Linked DNA regions of Triticum aestivum: region 1 is linked to region 2. A link is a contact called in public Hi-C data. All regions are on one chromosome and are shown on one strand. Each heading gives the region's core, a stretch centred on a gene start, on an enhancer-like site or on the middle of the called end of the contact. The rest is flanking DNA. Distances are from core to core; before and after follow the strand shown. Region 1 has its middle 35 kb from the start of LOC123190025. Region 2 holds the start of LOC123190025 (protein DETOXIFICATION 49).

Region 1 (5,758 bases), core at 61-2,560, 33 kb after region 2:
TAACGAAATTAGCCTTTTGCTTCTTCTAGTTCACCGCCGCCACCTTCGAGTTGCGGCGTCCATGCATGCATATCTTCACCCATGGGCGATGGAGCCAATCGAGCAGGTCGACATCTCGTCCGGATCACATCAAGGGGAAAACAAATACTAGAAAAACCTGCCTCTCCCGTACGTTACCATCGTCGCGTAGCTGTATGCATGTACGCGTCTCCAAGGCTACTCGACGTTGTTAACAGCTGCACGACCTGTGATAGATTCGATATTTTGTTGTTCTTCCAAGGCAATCTAGGAGTATTTTTACTTGCATGATGGCACGCACCACGTCGGCACGTACGCACGGCCCCTATCTTGTGCCGTCAGGCCACGTCCTTCCCTTGCGATTTCCATTGTTTCGCTCGTACGTACTCGCGTTGCGTGGGTTGGATTATATATAGAGATAAAACGAGTCAGCGGTGCAAGTACGGCGGCCGGACCGGCGACCGGCCGCGCAAATCCTGTCAAACTCACGGGACCCAGTATCCACCGACTCGTACAGCGACGCCGATAGATCGCACCTGGCCGTGCATGCATCTTCGATCGGCCCGGCGCACGGCCGGCCGGCGGCGGCAGCTGAATACTAATCGCATCGCATCGCATGCATGCATGGCATTGGCGACTTGGTTTCAACGGGAGAACACTCGAAGAAACAAACAGCTTCCTAGTGGAGTTATGAGACCCTCGTCCTCGGTGGTTCGGTGGCGTTCGTGGCCAGTAGGATCCGTCGCTTCCGACGACCGGTTTCAGCTTCCGGGACGCATCCGGAGACTACGACACCACCGCGACGCACGCACGCCATTTTCGTGCGGCAGCGGAAGGAGCGAAAAGCGGCCGAGTCGATGACCCGTGCAGATTAAGATGGATGGACTGATGCCTAAAACACGAACTGTAAACTAGTGTGGTCAATTCAATTCCGCCACGGCAAACCCGCCGCGAAAAGAACGAACGTGTCTATCTTGCCGCGGCCGCAACACCGCCGCGCTTTGAACAGCGGCCAGCCGAGCTAGGCTAGGCCGGGGGGAAGAGAAACCACGCACGTCGCCGGGAGATATGGCTGAGGGCGACGGCCGGCCCTCGTGACCCGTGAGCTGGTTTCGCCTTTTCTGCACCGGCCGGGGGCAGCGGCGGGCGAGGGGCTCGTGACGGCCGTGTCTGGTGGCGGGGAGCACGGGGCGATCCGGGGGAAAATCCAGTCGGGTGACGGTGGATCCATCCGTCCCGTCCCCGTGCGTCGCTGCTGGCCAGTTGTGGAAGCGGGTGGCGATGGGGCGGGCCGCGTTGCACCTGCACCGGTGGAAAGTCGTGACAGCGAGCGGTTGGTTGGTTGGTGCGTCGGGGTGGTCATTAGACGGCCGCCGACGACGCGGCGGCGGTCGCACTCGGGGCGCCCAAGCTGGACCGCTGAATTGGTTGCTTCCGAGGAAACATTCAGCGCCGTCGCTCGTCGGCACCGGTCTTTTCCGGTTTCGACCCAACCTTGAGGAAAATGATGGAACAACCTGGGGAAACTTACTACTAATACGATCCAGCCAGGTGATTCCCCGGTACGTACGTACGTATGAGTTATGACCTAGTCCAAGCACAAGGTTGGCAATGCATGTCTGACCGTACCATGTCGTGTTGCCATCCGTTTCGGCCCGAGACACGTAAAATCTTCCCGCTCTTCAGTCTCGGTCATCTGCTCTCGCTCTCCCCCTGATTTGGTCCTTCCAGATGCAGAGATGCTGGGTTTGATTTTCTTCCGTTCCTACATGTACGCACGCACGCACGGTCGCACGAGGACTTGTACTGCTGTCAAAATCAGGCTGCAGCACAGCAGCAGGTTGCTACCTTGCATTACTGTACTATTTAGGCCCATAATTTAAGGCCTGATTGCATCCGGGTTCCGTTAACTGCATGAGGCACGCCTCGTCAACCGGCGACGGGTGCAGCGCGGGAGAAGAGGCGGGGAGATATCGTTTTCTTCTCCCGGATTCCTCGTCCCTCTTCAAGGTGCACGTTCGCTCGGCTGGGGAATGTCAAGCTCGACGACCAAAAATACAGAAAGTTAGATAGATAACCCGCAAAGATAAGGTTTCATATGGCTACGCTGTACTGCTAGTATTAGGTACTGTAGCCACTACTGTACTAAGTCTGTAATGTATGTGGGGTCTCATGGGTAAGCTTTTTCTTAGCTCAGATTGCTTTGTTTAGCATATCAATCAGCTGGGATAAGCTAGTAAAACAACGTCGTCTGAGGGATCACATTATCTAGGGCTTCACTCGTCCTAGGACAGAACTGGGCAGAGCAGCCATGAGGGCGAGGGAGCAACGAGCGCGGAATCAGAATCTCGGAACGGAAGACGATAATAAAGCAAGGAAAAGGAGCGCTCATGCATATGCATGGAGATGATAGGAGGTGGTGTGTTGACTGTTGGCTATGCGTCTCAATAGTTTAGCAGTTTCAAAATGATTGGAGCTCGCACCGGTTCCGGTCCAGGGGGGTGCCCTCCGAATCTCCGATGGAGGTTCTGTTGGTTGTGGTGAGTGGCTTAGTGCTATGGCCGATATACATGCATCTTTGTCAGTGCTCTTGTCAATGCACACTGCTCCGTATTATGTGGTGTACTTTGCTACGTGCTGTCATGTGTCAACCGTCCTTGAAGAATCTGTTTGAAGTGAAGGAACTGTGCCAGGATGGACAGAGGTAAAGTGCTTATCTAGTTATCTGTCAATAGATTAACACTTGCAGTGTTCAGAGCGGAAGTGGCACACCGCACTTGCCGAATAACCGAACATATCCAAAGTACTACTAGTTCGGTAAAGGATCTCCTTTTGATAGAAAGAAGCTCACTTTGGTAAAGCTCATAGCGTGCATATTTCCTAGAACTTTTTCAATACCCGCAGAAGCAGAATCGTATAAAACAAAAACTTTATAACCGAAAGGAAATTCAGATGTTCAAAATTTTCTTATAAATTCGACAGCTGGTTCTACTATTGATGCAGGGACGAAGGTATTGGAAGACAAGTCACAAATGGGAAACCACATGGTAAAACTGAAGAAGCTGCTAGATGAACAGTTATAATCCTACCGATACAGGTTTAATTGCGGGAATGTGGATACAGTTAACTGAAGAACCATAAACTAAAGGTACATGTTTGATGAAAATCGCCCCCAAGGTTGTGTTTCACATTGCGGTAGATTATAATAATCCCGTTTGCCCAACCCATTTTGTCTACTTTAGAGTTTATTATTTGACCCATTTCCGCTTACATTTGCGTCTAATCCGTACAGCAGATTAAAAAGTAAACGCAGCTAGTACAACCGAGTACTTGCTGAATTCATTTTTCGAATTCTTTAGAATCTGACTTTGCTGCATGGTGTACTATTACGAACTGTCTCATGATGTTCTGCTGTTGAAACGTCAGTTATAATATAAAAAAGGCTTTCATCCCGCTTTATAAATAAAGCAATGAAGTTATAATACACAAACAAAGTCAATGCATAGCCAAATCATCGCAGCCAATCTGGTGTGCATTTCACGCCGTTGACGAATAATGAACTGTTGGATACAGTACATAATGCGTGCAAAGTAACATAAAAGGTCTTTTTTGCTATACACCACAAGCATTATCAGGCCAGGGGTTATCCTCCTTTTTGAAGAAAAAAAACCACAAAGCACTATCTACCATCTCAAGTATATATGTACTAATAATAGCCATTAGTTCTGAGTTATATGTATCCATATATCATATGGAGATGTCCTTAAACAAAAATCAATAGAAGGCCATGCCATACTTTAGCCCCAAAACGAACTTCCGGACCAGACATGCAAGACCAATCTTTAATCTTTAGATTGTAGAGTATTTTTTTTTTGAGCATCAGTACAGACACAAGCGCTCATATACACGCGCATACACTCACCTCTATGAACGCACACACGCACACCCTATCCCTATGAGCACCTCCGAGAGACTGAGCCGGCATATCATCTTGAGATTTACGAAGTCACCGCAGACACCTCGTCGTTGACGTGCATATCATCTTGAGATTTACGAAGTCACCGCATGCACCTCGTCGTCGACGGGAACGTCTCCTCCCACTGAAAGCATATCGCCGGAAATCCTGAAATAAATCCAGGAATAATGCGAGCACCAGGATTTGAACCCTGGTGGGTTGAGGATACCACTGTCCACCTAACCAACTCAACCACAGGTTGATTCGCAATAGATTGTAGAGTATACACACTCTAGATTATAGAGACAAGTAGAAGGCCGTACAATAACTTTAGCTCAGCAGCAAATCCAGCCCAGCTCTGCAAGAACTTGATGTAGACAGCGCAACCCATATAAGTTATTCCAGAAAGGTCGATTGACTTTGCTTTTCTATTTGAAAGTAAAATCAGCCTGTACTCTATTTGAAAACTAGATAATTCAGTTATATACACGTTGATAAGTAGAACATTTATAGCAGAACAATAGATGACAAATCGGTTAGATACACATTGATAAACTGGATATTTTTCTGTTTCAAACATTTTCAGTATACAAATCAAATTTTTTTAGATACACGTGATCATTTTTTAATAAATGTTGAACATTTATCTGAATACATTTTGAACATTTGTAAAACGCACATTCCACATTATTTTGAATACACAATGAAAAAAATAAACGTTATACATTTTTCAAAAATATAACAAACCATTTTTTAAACGTGCAAACATTCCTTACATGTGAGAACATATATTTCTTAAATCGCACAAACATTTTTTTATACATTCTGAACATTTTTCCAACATTGCACGAACAATTATTTACATTTCATGGACATTTTTTCTAAAATGTCATGATAGTTTTAAAATTTGTGACCATATTATAATACCATGGACATTTTTCTGAATGGTACGAACAAAATTTTCATTTTTTAATAAATATTCATGAAAAAAATTAGATGTGTGAAAAACTTTAATTGGCATAGAAATGTTTTTGATAAGTACAATGTTTCTAAAAATTGTGCGAATAATCTTTTACACTACATGACATGATTTAAATGAGTGGTCAACGTTTTTATTACGCAATAATTGAAGTGAATAAATAAATATATACATATGGAATATTTTATAATATAAACAAAATTATAAAAATAAAAAAAAATAAAAAAATGTAATAAACTTTTTTTGAGGGGAACAAAACAAACTGACAAATGAAGGAATGAAGGAGCGTCGTACTGGGCCAACACACTAACGGGTCGCTTCAGACAAGACTTGGGATATAGGATCTCCGGTCTCCAAACTCCGAGGGCCGCTTAGATTCGAAAAATGCCTTTTTTTAGCATCAGTACAGACACAAGCGCTCATATATACGCGCATACACTCACCTCTATAAACGCACACACGCACACCCTACTCCTATGAGCACCTTCGAGAGACTGAGCCGGCATATCATCTTGAGATTTACGAAGTCATCGTAGGCGCCTCGTCGTCGACGGGAACGTCTCCTCCCACTGAAAGCGCATCGCCGGAAATCCTGAAATAAATCCAGAAATAATGCGAGCACCAGGATTTGAACCATGGTGGGTTGGGGATACCTCTGTCCACCTAACCATCTCAACCACAGGTTGGTTCGCTTCGAAAAATGGCTTTGCACTGTAGATGATCGTGTTTGTATCTCGCCTATTGCTTTTTTTTAGGGATCCCAAAGTTTATTAAAATTGAACAATATTCAACAAGATCCAAAGAGG
Region 2 (5,744 bases), core at 2,148-4,647:
ATGGCTTCGGCCAGGAGCAAAGCAACAAAAAAGGGGCACAGTGCCTGCCTCTCCACGACAAACGGGGAGCCGGGCGGGCGGGCAGGCGGATACATATGTGCTCGCTCGCTTGTCTACGCTCGAGCACGAGCGGGCCAATGGTGCCTTGACGCCGGCTAAAAATACACTCAACAAGGCACGTAGGCAGACGGTATAGGGCGTGGACCATCGCCGCCCGACACATGCAACCACTACATCGATTCACCGAGGCGGGCAGGCCAACAGTGCAAGCAAAGATTTGATGACTCGATCTCTTGTCCAGCGTCGTCTCGGCCGTGGTGGCAGCTGGGCGTCCGAGTCCAAAACGACGGACGCACGCAGAGAGAGACCTGACGTACCACGGAGCTGCATGGCCGCATCTGCATCGCCCAATCCCGGCCGTGCGTCCTGGACCATGCACCCACTGCTGCCCGCCCGGTTGGTCCTCTCCTCGGCCAAGACAAGGACGACGCTGTTGCTGCTACTAGTCCTCATGGACCCCGATAAATTTCCGTCATACTGTATGTAGGTTATATATACTCCCTCCGGTCCTTTTTACTCTGCATATTAGGCTTGTCTGAAGTCAATCTCATCCAACTTTGACCAAGTTTATATAAAAAATTATAGACATTCACATAACAACACCAATATCATTAGATTCATCTTGGGATATATTTTCATATTATATTTATTAAATATTATAGATGCTAATAATTTCTAATATAAATTTGGTCAAACTTAGCAAAGTTTGACATTCGGCAAAACCAATGTGCAGAGTAAAAAGGACCGAAGGGAGTACTAAGTACGCCCGCTTGGTCTTTGCAAATTAGTGTGGTGCCCTAAGGTGCATGCACTAATCGAGTTCCCCAATCCCCATGTATGCGCAGGTATTAAGCAAAGCCGCACATACTACAGTACTGCGCATGCATGCATGCATGCATGTTGGCTTGGACCGGACCTCACACAATGCAAGTTGCAGGGCAGAGAGGCCTAGATTTGCTCACGCGTAACATGGCATGTTGCACGGCGCACCTGTCCAAGATAATGATGATGCATGAAATCCCTATACGCAGGCCCATATTACTACTATTCTTAGTGTGCATCTGCTCCAAGACCGAAAGAAGCGAGTGGGTTGGGTGAGAGAGGCTACTTGATATGGGTAGCATCGCGGCACAAATGATTAGGTCGTCGCTGGATTGGGCAAGTGAAAACCACATGTACACTTGCATCTCCATCATCACCAACTCACCGAGAGAGAGAGAGAGAGAGAGAGAGAGAGAGAGAGAGAGAGAGCGAGAGGGAGAGGGAGAGAGGGAGAACCTGCCCATTGTTTCCCAATCACCTGGTTTTAAGCAAGCTTCTTGCCGCTTCTCACGGCCCAACTACAAGTTCCTGCCTCTTCTTTTATGGGCAAGATGCACCAAGGGCGGCAAGATGCAGAGCACCTTGGCTTAGCTTAGCTTAGTTATCAGACCCTCAAATCGCTACCACTAGTAGCTAACAACAAGCCGTAAAGATTCCAACTAGTGCCATAATTTTACCACTAGCCAACTACGGTGGTAGGTCTGGTTCAATGGCTTTTCTCACGTATGGCCGACCCTATTATGACTTATTGCGGCCTTTACCGACCGATCATAAACATCTTGGGCATTCGAAATTCTCTTGATCGTACTAGTCGTTAGCATGAAGAACAATATCCAAGTACGCTAGCTGTAGGTGTGTCTCTCTTCCTCTTCAGAGGAGAAAAAAAGGAGAGAGAAAAAACACACACACTCTGTCTGCCATCCAAATTCAAGCATTGGTCCAAGGGGCATCAATCTCTCAACTAAGCCACGGCAAGGTTGTACTTCTCTTTTTCAAACAGTTTTTTACAATATCGGTTTGCAGCATTGGAGCTGTATTTTGTGACTAGAAAAGTACAAGATGACAGACACAACAAATGACGGGTATACATATACATATAAAAACGAAGACGGCATTTGTCTATGGAACCCATTATCTCATCGTAGTTTAGTTATTCCCGGCCGTTTATTAGCTGCAGGCCGGCGAGGTACGGCGTGATGCCGCCGATTCAGAGACTTTTCTTAGTAGAAAACACGCTGAATCAGTAGGGTCTAGTTTGACTTTCAATACCCCAGCCTGCCTGCAGTGGACTTTGTGTTTTGTTTTCTCATCCCAAGCCTGCAATTGTCGTTGTCAACGCATAAAAGAAACCATTACAGCTCCAAAGAGATAAGTTGGTTGCCTCTCGCAACGTGGCCATGTATGAGCTCAAAGCAAAACTTTAGACAATGCCATTGTCCCTCCAGGTCTAGTAAAATAACACGCATTCGTACATGTATTCGCTTGCCTACATTTCCTGATAGTTTTGTATGTTGAAAGAATCGGTTTTTAAAAAGCTTCAGTACAACGAAGGAATGCGGGTCAAACATAAAGAAAATGGACAACCAAAATCTCGCCCGTGCCTGCATACATTCTAATGCACGGCGCTACTACTCTAGCCATACCTGTGAACCCAGCTTTGTTCGTATGCCATGTTTTCTAGTATCTGGATCTTTTGTCATGGACACGATCGACAAAATGCATCCGATCAAGAATCCTGCCCAATCCTCTTAAAATTTGGTTAACCGACAACAGCAAAGGTTTTAATGAAATTAATAGTCCTGTCAACTAGCAGTGACTTATGATTTAGGGCCTGTTTGGTTTCAATAAGTCACTCGACTTATAAGTCAGGTGACTTAAAACTAGTGACTTATAAATCACGCCTGTTTGGTTGTCACCTGACTTATAAGTCACCTGACACACCTTTCCACACCAATCAACATCATGCAGGTCGTGGGACCCACGCAAAAGAGGGGTGACTTATAAGTTTTAAGTTGGGGTGGAGCAACTTATGACTTATAAGTTGGAATGACTTATAAGTCGGGTCTGTTTGGCAAAATAAGTCACTTTTTTCACTTTTCGACTTATAAGTTGGTGACTTATTTGGAATCAAATAGGCCCTTATTACCTTAGACCAGTGCGACTAGCCTTTGCAGACGATGCTACTTAATTACTAGTGACTGTTACCGAGTTAGTTAAGGCAAAATCCGCAAAAAGGAAAAAGAAAAGCTAACGCGAAGGTGTGTAACTGAAGGGGGAAAAAAGAGCAAGTTGATGCTGTTGCTCAACACGGAGGTAGGAGTAGAAAGTATCCACGGGACGGAAGAAACGGACGGTAATTAACACGGGCGGCTCGCTGATGGACACAGCAGCAACGACAAAAACCATCCCGAGAAAGAAGTGTGAATTGTAATTGTAAACGGCACCCCTCCCTCCCTCCCTCCCCCCTCCGGCGCCTATATAAGCGGCGCCGCGAGCCTCCCATTTCCCCGCGCGGCGCAGAGCTCCACCTACCAAGCACCACCCGCCTCCGAAGAGGAGACAAGAGAAAAAAACGCTCCCCTTTCTTTCTCTCTCTCCCCCGTCCAAAACTAAACTGCGTCGTACTTGAGTAGGCGGTAAATTGCCCGGGAGTTACACCGCCCGGCGCCGTAAAAGCTCTGCGGAACCGCACGAGCGGCAGGGCGACGAGCAGAGCGCTCCTCTGTTTCCCTCCATGACGTCCTGCGGAGGCGCCACCGCGGCATGCCCGGACGGCCGCGTCATCACCGCCCCCCTGCTCGCCAAGCCGGGGGAGGTCGTCGTCCAGGTCTGCGGTGACGAGGCGGCCGCGCCGGTGCTCACGTGCAAGCCGCCCGGCCGGCTTGCCAGGGCGGTGAAGGAAGCCTGGTCCGTTTCTTTGGGCATCGCGCTCCCGATGATGCCGCCCGTGTCGGCCACCGCGGCCCGCGACGAGGCGCGCTCCATTCTCGGCCTCGCATTCCCGATGATCCTCACCGGGCTGCTGCTCTACCTCCGCTCCATGATTTCGATGCTCTTCCTCGGCCGTCTCGGCGGCCTGGCGCTCGCCGGCGGCTCCCTCGCCATCGGCTTCGCCAACATCACCGGATACTCTGTGCTCTCCGGCCTCGCCATGGGCATGGAGCCGATATGCGGCCAGGCATTCGGCGCGGGTAACTACTCGCTCATTGGTGTCACCGTGCAGCGGACGGTGCTCCTCCTCATCGCGGCCGCCGTCCCTATCGGTGGCCTGTGGATGCACATGCGGCCTCTGCTCCTCCTCTGCGGACAGGACGCCGGCATCGCCGCCGTCGCCGAGACCTACATTCTTGCCTCGCTGCCTGACCTCCTCCTCCAGGCATTCCTCCATCCCGTGAGGATATATCTCCGGATGCAGTCCATAAACCTGCCACTCACCGTGTGCGCCACGCTCGCCATTGCCATCCACCTGCCCATCAACTACGTGCTGGTGACCGTGCTCGGGCTCGGCGTCAAGGGAGTGGCAATGGCGTCCGTGCTGGCCAATCTGAACCTGCTCCTCTTGCTTCTCGCCTACATCTTCTTCAAAGGCGTCCACAAGCGCACCGGCGGCTTCGCGCTCTCCGCCGAGAGCTTCCGTGGGTGGGGCGAGCTCATCAGCCTGGCTCTGCCGAGCTGCGTGAGCGTGTGCCTCGAGTGGTGGTGGTACGAGATCATGATCCTGCTGTGCGGCCTGCTCCTGAACCCGCAGGCCACGGTGGCGTCCATGGGCATCCTGATCCAGACCACGTCGCTCATATACATCTTCCCTTCGTCGCTCAGCTTCGGCGTGTCGACGCGCGTCAGCAACGAGCTGGGCGCCGGGCAGCCGGAGCAGGCGAGCCGCGCGGCGACGGCGGGGATCATGCTCGGCTTCGCGTTCGGCGCCTTCGCCTCGGCGTTCGCATTCCTCGTCCGGAACGTGTGGGCGAGCATGTTCACGGCCGACCCGGCGATCATCGCGCTGACCGCGTCGGTGCTGCCGATCCTGGGCCTGTGCGAGCTGGGCAACTGCCCGCAGACGACGGGGTGCGGCGTGCTGCGCGGCAGCGCGCGGCCAAAGGACGCCGCCAACATCAACCTCCGGTCCTTCTACCTGGTGGGGACGCCGGTGGCGCTGGTGCTGGCCTTCTGGTTCCACTACGACTTCGAGGGCCTGTGGCTGGGGCTGCTGGCGGCGCAGGCCACCTGCATGGTGCGCATGCTCCTGGTGATCGGGCGCACGGACTGGGCGGCCGAGGCCAAGCGGTCGAAGCAGCTCACCGGCTCCGACGCCCAGGGCAAAGTTGGCGCGGCCGACGGAGACGAGAAGTCGCGGCTGCTTATGGACGACGCGGACATCGAGCGGCCGAACGATCGGTGTTGATAGCTACCACGACACAGCTTGAGCCGGGGGGCGTGTGCATTGTAATCTACTCCCTCTTCTGCTGCTTCTTATTTTTACCATTTTTATTCCCTCCCCCGTTGGCCATATTTTGGGCGGTGGGGGAGGAGCTAGGGGCTGACAAATTTTGCTCACATTTGCTAATGTAGCCATGTAAAGATTTTGCTGATTGTTATTAGAGAAGATCGGGAAAAATATCTACTCCTCCTAGTACGTAGTAGTAGTACTTGTTTGGTTTTTTTTTTGAAAACAGCAGTAGTAGTACTTGTTGGAAGGAAGGAAGGAAGGAAGTAAGTTTTGAGACAGAGGAACAATCCGTCCCCTGCTTCCCTTTCGCTTGCTCCGGGTCGGTGTCTGGTCCAGGGAGGCCGGCCGGCCGCGTGACGACCCGGTCACCGGGCCACCCAGTAAAACCGCACGCACCATCAGGTCTAAAGTCGCG

What was found. A called contact is a pair of places that touch in the nucleus more often than the background predicts.
Region 1: a Hi-C map of leaf shows a contact between it and region 2, with 2.5 times the contacts expected there. The contact joins the enhancer-like site here to the promoter of LOC123190025 in region 2. A contact is called at or near these places in 2 of 5 Hi-C or Micro-C datasets (leaf and root) and 1 of 1 datasets of contacts at active chromatin or transcription factors (leaf).

What each region holds. Positions count from the first base shown.
Region 1 is chr2A:656,676,186-656,681,943 of IWGSC CS RefSeq v2.1, forward strand. No RefSeq gene overlaps it. Among protein-coding and RNA genes, the nearest start is that of LOC123190025, 35 kb to the left of the region's middle. Within about 2 kb of position 1,311, at least 2 of the 8 cell types and tissues checked have an H3K27ac peak or open chromatin away from gene starts, as enhancers often do. A contact at or near this core is called in leaf and root, where this site is marked.
Region 2 is chr2A:656,640,623-656,646,366 of IWGSC CS RefSeq v2.1, forward strand. It overlaps LOC123190025 (protein DETOXIFICATION 49), which reads left to right and starts at 3,398. Exons shown (of 1, transcript XM_044602570.1): 1 at 3,398-5,512. The coding sequence starts at 3,617. The coding sequence ends at 5,284.